3 separate regions of the Mus musculus genome follow, and all the other regions are linked to region 2. Evidence: chromatin contacts called from public promoter capture Hi-C data. All regions are on one chromosome and are shown on one strand. Each heading gives the region's core, a stretch centred on a gene start, on an enhancer-like site or on the middle of the called end of the contact. The rest is flanking DNA. Distances are from core to core; before and after follow the strand shown.

The links. Promoter capture Hi-C pulls out the DNA fragments that hold promoters and counts their contacts. Capture Hi-C pulls out chosen DNA fragments and counts their contacts.
Region 1: a contact with region 2 is called in a promoter capture Hi-C map of pancreatic islet. The contact joins the promoter of Rpl39 here to the promoter of Slc25a43 in region 2. A contact is called at or near these places in 2 of 39 promoter capture datasets (liver and stem cell-derived epiblast-like cells), 3 of 484 Hi-C or Micro-C datasets (Th1 cells and nephron progenitors), 1 of 115 datasets of contacts at active chromatin or transcription factors (embryonic stem cells) and 2 of 9 other capture datasets (adipose tissue and pancreatic islet).
Region 3: a contact with region 2 is called in a promoter capture Hi-C map of pre-B cells, with 4 times the contacts expected there. The contact joins the promoter of Nkap here to the promoter of Slc25a43 in region 2. A contact is called at or near these places in 1 of 39 promoter capture datasets (pre-B cells) and 2 of 9 other capture datasets (adipose tissue and pancreatic islet).

What each region holds. Positions count from the first base shown.
Region 1 is chrX:37,083,888-37,086,587 of GRCm38.p6, forward strand. It overlaps Rpl39 (ribosomal protein L39), which reads right to left and starts at 1,335. Exons shown (of 3, transcript NM_026055.2): 1 at 1,238-1,335; 2 at 98-201. The coding sequence starts at 1,240.
Region 2 is chrX:36,742,299-36,744,998 of GRCm38.p6, forward strand. It overlaps Slc25a43 (solute carrier family 25, member 43), which reads left to right and starts at 1,334. Exons shown (of 5, transcript NM_001085497.2): 1 at 1,334-1,720. The coding sequence starts at 1,446.
Region 3 is chrX:37,125,366-37,128,072 of GRCm38.p6, forward strand. It overlaps Nkap (NFKB activating protein), which reads left to right and starts at 1,398. Exons shown (of 9, transcript NM_025937.4): 1 at 1,398-2,010. The coding sequence starts at 1,631.

The DNA.
Region 1 (2,700 bases), core at 85-2,584, 340 kb after region 2:
AATTGACTGGGGTGGACCGTACTTTGCAACTGTGTATCTCCATGCCCAAAGTTACTTAAAACATAACGATTTCCAAGCCGGACAAGAGAAGGCTTACCTGATTTTGTTACCAGTTTTCATCCGGATCCACTGAGGAATAGGGCGATTTTGCTTTTGTTTCTTGGCCAGGAATCGCTTGATTCGGAAAGTCTTGTGAGAAGACTACGAGGAGATGCAACCAGCTTAGTGACACCACAGCCTAGTCTCTTGATTCAGTCACAAATTCCAACAAACTAACATCAGGCCTGCAGAACATACACCCAGGAAAAGCTCCCCGACCTCGAACCACCAAGTCCTTTATCCTCATCACTTCTCTGGAGGAAGAGTTAATGGCTTAAACATGGCTCATAATCAGCACCAAGTTTCTAAGCCCAGGTCCTGTCTGACCTATAAACTGGCTGTCTGCTGGGCTCCAGCGATGAAACACGGAATAGCTGGAGTAGGAGAGGAAACGGACTTACTGGAACAAGGATGGCTTGAGGTTAGGCAAACCCTGGCCAGTTTTAAGTCAATGACACTAGGTACTGTACTCTGTAAGTCTTATCTACCTCCAAGTGACATTGCTGGCTAACCTAAGATTACGGAGCCCTAGACACTCCGTAGGCAAACACCATTACATAAAAAAATGCAACGAAGGCCAAGCGCACTCGTCCCCCTAGACCAGTTGGAGGTTTTATTTAACAAATTCAGATACTAAACCCACTTTGTACCTAGACGCCCATAAGCATAATCTTGCCAGTAGGCAATGACTGATGCGCTGTTAGCAGACGCCTCCAAGGAGTGACGCGCTAACTTCTGAAGGGATCTCAAAGTTCTGTTAACCCTTACTGTGGACATCTCGCTGTGCAAATGGCGATTCATGCTCTTCGATCAGGGACAATCTAAGAGTGGTCCCAAGCCTCTCGTTCTGCCCCCCCCCCATCATGAAGATCACCGTCAGCCCCAGGCTATATGAAACAAGAATACTTTGCACCCCTTGCCAGGCTGCAGGAAGAGCGTTCTCATCCTGCAAGGGTAAATGGACTTGATAATTTCATGCCGCGCCCACAGGCCGATAGGTGTCCCAGCTCCAAAAACGAACACTAAAACCCTGAAAAATACACCCAGCCCTCAATGCTGCGCATGTCTGCCACAAAGGCACAGCGGTCTGTGGCCTCAGGAAAGCCGCTGAGGGACGGATGGCGGCCGATAGTCTTACCATGGCGAGAAGCCGAATCAAGAATAGCGCGCACGATGGCGGAGGAATGGAGAAGAGAAAGGCCGGGACCGGAAGAACGCGATTAGAAGAAGTCGCTAGAGGCGGAGCTTAGGGGGGGATGGATGACTCGCAGCGTCCTCCCTAGCTCCACCCCTGCGCTCCCATGGGGCCGTGGGAACCCAAACCGGTTTATAGAGAACGTAATTCCGAGGCCTCCGCGTCCATGCCTGTTCCTGCAGGTGATCATCATTGTGCTGAGGGCCACAGCCTTGGTGGCCATGGTAGGTGGCCTTTGAGAAGTAACCAAGTAAACCCTTAGCAAACACCTGGAAACGGAGTAGGCGGGACCAACTCTGAGGAGGGCGGGAAAAGGCCTACATCACTTCCAGAGCTGCAACTCCCCCCGCTTCTGCGAGAGGGGCGGGGCTTAGGGTTGGCGATGCACCCTGGAAGGGAGGAAGATGGGGCTGCAGACATCTTTTAATGACTAACTTCACTATTATAGAGAATCCAAGTTCCATTCACAGCACCCATATCAGGCAGCTTACAACCCTCCAGCTCTAGGGGGTAACATGTCTCTGACTTCCAGGGGCACCTACACTTATGATTTACAGGTACACGTCCCCATGTAAACACACACGGACCCATTATCAATAGTACCTAAAAATACTTGATTAAAAGGGAGGCGGAGCTAGAGAGATGGCTCAGCGGTTACGAGCACCATCTGCTCTTCCCGAGGTCCTGAGTTCAGTTCCCAGCAACCACATGGTGGTTCACAACCATCTGTAGTGAATAACTACAGTGTGCTCATATAAATAAAATAAATATGTAAATCTTAAGAAAAAAAAAAGGCGCCGGAAAGTGGTGGTGCACGCCTTTAATCCCAGCACTTGGGAGGCAGACAGACCTCTGAGTTTGAGACCATCCTGGTTTACTCACACGAGTTCCAGGACAGCCAAAGATACACAGAGAAACTCTGTCTCCGGTGGGGTAAAAATCCCATATACCAGGGCCAGGGGAATCGTTAGTAGATAAAAGCACCAGTTACGCAATCCTGCCAACTTATAGTTCAAGTCCCAAAAAGTGAAGATACAGGGCGTGGTGGCCTACACTTTTAATCTTAGCACTTGAAGCAGAAGGATCAATATCTCTGAGCTCAAGGCCAGCCTAGTCTATATACTGAGCTTCCAGCCAGTCAGGATTACTACATATAGACCCTGTCGCTAAATAAATAAATAAATAAATAAGTACTCCTATGTATCTGCAACCCTAAGATTCCTACCGCACAATAGAAGGTGGAGACAGGAGAGAAAGTCCTGGAAGATTGAGGGCCAGCTAGCCTGGAGTATTTAACACAGCAACAGAAACAAGGCAAACCCTGTCTCAAAAAGGTGGAAGGTAAGAACTACTTCTCTTTGACATCTGCTCAACTGCTGTGTAAATAAAACAGAAAGTCAGGTATA
Region 2 (2,700 bases), core at 84-2,583:
TCTGTCATTTTCTCTTTCCAGTCTTCTCCCCCATCCCTCTGACACTGCCAGCTTAATTTCTGAGGCAAGTTCTCTTACCAAACCTGGAGTTCACTATTTCAGAAAGACATGGACCACTGTGCCCAACTATTACATGGATGCTAGAGGTCCTCTTGCTTGCCTATCAAGCACATTACCTACTGAGCCATCTCCCCCATTTTTTCAGTAGTGAGATGAGCCACCAAGAACCTGAAATTGCTGGGACATGTGTTCTGATATCATATTGTATCCCATGAAAATGTACAATTAGTGTGTGCCAGATTGGATGGATGTGCTTAGCTTGAAAAGGTTCCATTAGCAACATGAGAATCAATATAGAAAATAAGATGCAAATTTGGGATGTCTTATGCTAACAGTGCGTTTGCTAGCTGTCTCTTTCCTTGTAATTATCATTGTTGAGCCCTTTAAAAAAAACAGAAATAAAATTGGAAAGTTGTTAATATTTTTAAATCCTTCTTAGATTCTGGCAAAGCCACAGTTATCACCTTTTTACCTATATTGTCCTAACCCTTACCTAACAGAATCACTGAATGTATGTACTACTGCCACTATGCAATCCTTGGGTGTGGCCCTTATTAGGTCTAACATTGACCTACATAGGAACCCCGATTCTGCGAGGTAGTGAACACTCAGGCTTGAGCAAGTGTCTCCGTGTCTTAGTTTCCTCTTCTCTACGGCAGCAGCTAGTCATACCCTCATAAGCACCACATACAGACTGGTTACTTCTTCCAGCCACTATTCATTTCATCTTTATAAATTAAATTTTCATTTATTAAATTTTCATTTAATCCTCGAAAGTACCATCTTCATAGTACAGGTGAAGCAACTGGGACACAAAGTGAGCAATCGACTTCCCTACCCTCCTATGACATGTCATCTGCAGAGCTAAGGATTCTAAGGCAGGTAAGGTTCCAAAGCCTTAAGCACACCTATAGTCTCTGAAAAGGAGGCTCTAACAAGTTGTCTACTAGGTAGCAGCAGGTTGTTATTCAAGGTCTGTCTTTTCTGCACTCTGGATTTAAAATAAAAGAAGCCTATGGAAGAGAAGATAGACAGGCGAAGGGGGATGACATAGAATGTGAAAAGGGACCCAGAAGAAGCAAAGTACCTAAGGGAATACCTAAGAAAAACGTGATGCTGGCTAGGCCCAGAAAGAACAGGAAATGGAAGCCTCGGTCTTGCCTATTGCATTGCAAACACACACTAACTGAGCATGCCTCAGATACCTGAGAGAGTCGCCTTTGATCCCACCCTATCCCTGAGGCGCTGCTCGGGTGTGAGCCTGACTTCCCCAGTTCATCTCCCAAGTCCGCCCCACGCCGGGCGGGGCCTGGCCGGACTGCTCTAACTGCCCCCGCGAGCCCAGGGCACCAGCCACGAGGTGGCCGGCACGGGCCTGGGTCAGGATGGCTACGTGGAGACGGGATGGCCGGTTAACCGGCAGCCAGCGGCTCCTGTGTGCGGGGCTGGCCGGGGCGTTCAGCCTCAGCCTCACCGCGCCCCTGGAGCTTGCCACTGTGCTGGCCCAAGTCGGCAAGGTGCAAAGCCACTCCCTGGGGCTGTGGGCCACCGGACGCCGGGTGTGGCTGTCCGAGGGGCCAAGGGCCCTGTGGAAAGGGAATGGCGTGGCCTGCCTGCGCCTCTTCCCCTGCAGCATGGTACAGCTGGCCGCCTACCGAAAGTAAGAGCCCGGTGGGAGGGGTCGGGAGATCGGACTGGAATGGCAAAGCTGCCACCCTGATGAATCCTAAGAAGTCTCAGTTTCCCTTCCTCTGTAAAACCGGATGGGAGTCGGGTGGGGGTGGAGGCTGGCCTTGGGAGGGGGCTACAAGGCCATATGTGTGGCCCCTAGGGTACAGTAGCAGTTTTTCACATGCTCTTGAGATTCTTGCCCTGTGAACTGCAGTTTTGTGACCTCTTGAGTCTTTCTGGGAGGAGGCAGAATTAGCAAATGATATCTGGGGGTAAAGAAACAAAAAGGCTTCCCATGGCGATAAGGTCTATCCATTCCCAACGTCTAGTAACTTGAAAATGTTTGCTTTTCTGGCTTAGGAGAGAACGCTCTCTTTTTTTTGTTTGTTTTTTTTGTTTGTTTGTTTGTTTGTTTCTTGAGACAGGGTTTCTCTGTATAGCTCTGGCTATCCTGAAACTCACTCTGTAGACCAGGCTGGCCTCGAACTCAGAAATCCGCCTGCCTCTGCCTCCGGAGTGCTGGGATTAAAGGCGTGCGCCACCACGCCCGGCAGGAGAGAACACTCTTGATGGTGTGTAAAAAGTGAGACCAGTGTCCTAAGGAGTAAGTGGGTAGTACAGGAAGAAGGACCAGTCTCTTGCCTCAAAAAGAGTTCTGTCCACCATCCCCATCTCCAATCTCAGCCTAACTTGGCTTTAGGATCCAACAGGGTCTGCAGCATCCTTTCTCCAGCAGGGACTTGTCTCCTCAGCCTAATGTTTCCCCCACTCCCAGCTGCCATCCTGCGGCGGCGGTTTCTCACCTTCTCCCACATCAACCACTGCTGCGAGAATAAGAGCTAAAGATGCAAGGGAGTGACCTTAAAAAGAGCTCAAGGATGTTTGCATGGGAGCTAGAAAGGAAGCCTAAAAAAGGAAGTCAGTGATGACGGCTCTGAGGGGAGGGTCTGTTTCCCTATTGGGGACGAT
Region 3 (2,707 bases), core at 148-2,647, 380 kb after region 2:
GACCTGACAAGGATGACACCAGAAGATAGATTATGGGAAAATCTCACGAGGCTCTAACCCTAGACAAAGAACTACAGGCAACTAGGTAATGCTGAGAGCCAGGAGAAATAGTCTTCCCTCAGCTGATTATCCAATACCAAATGGTCGGTCCTGAAATCATAAACATACGGTTAATATATGCTCTGAGCAGGTTATTGTAACAGGGCTCTAGACCTTAGTAGGTCCCCAGACCTTAGCACAACTGACTCCATGATGGAAGTACCATTCAGGCTGCAACATTCAGCATGTAGACAGTATCACCTGCCAAAACAAAAGACAAAAGATCAAAGTACATAGTTCTGGGAATATTCCTAAAGGTACTGACCTTCCCTGTTGGCTTCTGTAGTTTCACTTTTGGACATGTTCTTGTTAACTGAAGTATATCAACACAGGACGTGTGTGTGTGTGTGTGTGTGTGTGTGTGTGTGTGTGTGTGTGCGCGCGCAACTTTTTTTTTCGAGACAGGGTTTCTCTGTGTAGCCCTGGTTGTCCTGGAACTCACTCTGTGGACCAGGCTGGCCTTGAACTCAGAAATCCTCCTGCCTCTGCCTCCCAAGTGCTGGGATTAAAGGCATGGGCCACCACCGCCCCGGCGTGTGTGACTTTCTATTGGCTAAAACCCATATCTAAGTAGTCTTCTCTGGTGAAAACATTACAACAGCTATAGTTACAGGTACATGTAATGACAAATAAAGAAAAAGAGGCAATGAGTTTAAAAGAGCAAGAGGAGGCACGCAGGAATGGTTGGAGGTAGAAAGGGGAAAATGACACAATTACATTTCAATTTCAAAAAAATTAAAAACAAAATTAATATTTGAATGCTCTTTTGCCTAAAAATACTTAATACATACAACTATTAATCGTCTACCTTATATTTTGCTGGGCTAGTGTATGATGGACTAGTTGAAGGGGCTTGATAACTTCGTTTTGTGGGACATTTGTAGAGATGGGTGGCTTGAACCTACGTACTAAGATTTTCCTCTGGGTCGCTAAATTAATCGGAGTATAACAGACTGAAGTTATCAGAATGTATGCTTTCTAAGTGAACTGGACAACAATGATCTTAGATTAAAGCTTAACCCTAATCATGATCTTTTGTTTGCTTGGGATTAAAAAAAAAAGAGTGGGAGTGGGGGTTATAATACATACACAGATTCATACGCGCACACTATACAGGCAAAGATCGTCCCACACTAAATAAAGGGAGAATTGGCGGTGTTGCTTATATGGCTACTCAATGAAATACTTGTCTCATTCATCGCAATGTTCTTTCAGGCATCCAGTGCGGTTTAGGTTTCAGAAACCTCACTAGGAACTGGATGAGAGCGTAGCCTCAGTTTCCTGGCCGGCTTCTATATAGAGGTACACAAATCCCTTCCTGTTGGCGGCAAGGACTCTGGGTCCGGGGGAAGGGGTTTACCGCTGTACACGGAACTGTTTCCAAGTTGGTTTTTTTGTTTGTTTGTTTGTTTGCTTGCTTTTTTTCGGATTTGGTCGGCTGCAAGCTCTAGGACCCTAGGTGTCCGGGACCTTTGGGGGTCGCGAGAGCGCCTCCTTGTCCCGCCCCTTGGTAGCTTCAGCTTCCCCCACCATGGCTCCTGTATCGGGCTCGCGTAGCCCTGAACGGGAGGCCTCCGGGGCGAAGCGTCGCAGTCCATCGCGGAGCCCCAAATCCATCAAATCTTCCCGCTCCCCGCGGTGTCGCCGGTCTCGCTCGCGCTCTTGTTCTCGGTTCGGCGACCGGAATGGCCTCAGTCATTCGCTGAGTGGCTTCAGCCAAAGCTCCCGAAACCAATCTTACCGCTCCCGCTCTCGATCGCGCTCTCGCGAACGGCCCTCGGCACAGCGGAGCGCCCCGTTTGCTTCTGCATCCTCGTCCGCCTATTACGGCGGCTACTCGCGTCCCTACGGGGGCGACAAGCCATGGCCTAGCCTGCTGGACAAGGAAAGGGAGGAGAGTCTCCGGCAGAAGTGAGTGAAATCGCCGCACCCTCTCTTGGGTCATTCTGCCTGCCTTTGAGTCCAGCTTGTTCATTGTTTCTGTTTTATTTCGCTTCCCATCCGCCTCGCACCTTTTTCATCTCTTTCTTCAGTTCACCCCGTGACCTTTTTTATTTATCCTTTCTAACTTACATTTTCATTCATCCCTAGACTCCTTCATAAGAGGCCCTGGTTTCCCACTACCTACTTACCCCTACTGGGAAAGTAAGAGGCTATTGTATGCCTTGGTGTCATTATCCGTGCACCTGTCTTTATTCCTCACTAAACGGAAATAGAGGTTTGTGACTTTTATTGATCACAGAATTAGTAGTGCCTGCCTCTTGGTAGGCATGGCAGCTGTTTCTTGTTGCATGAACAAACAGAAAAAATTGAGACAAGAGGATATTTCAGTGGAAACGTTTTGCAGTGAACTGGGAAGTATTGTAATTAAGTATATGTATTGGTTTTGAGGGAAAAGAATAATTAGATGAGGCTATGTTGGGAAAAGTCTTGGCAAGTGGTCTCAGCCGTGTTGACCATGCAAACCAATGTGGGAATGAGATTGGATTTCCTCTAATGGAATTCTTAGTTTAAAAAGACTCACAAATCTTTAGTAGCAACAACTGTGAGACTCTTGAGGCAAGTCAGAACACTCATTCTCATCGACGTAGCAAATTTACGGCCGCCT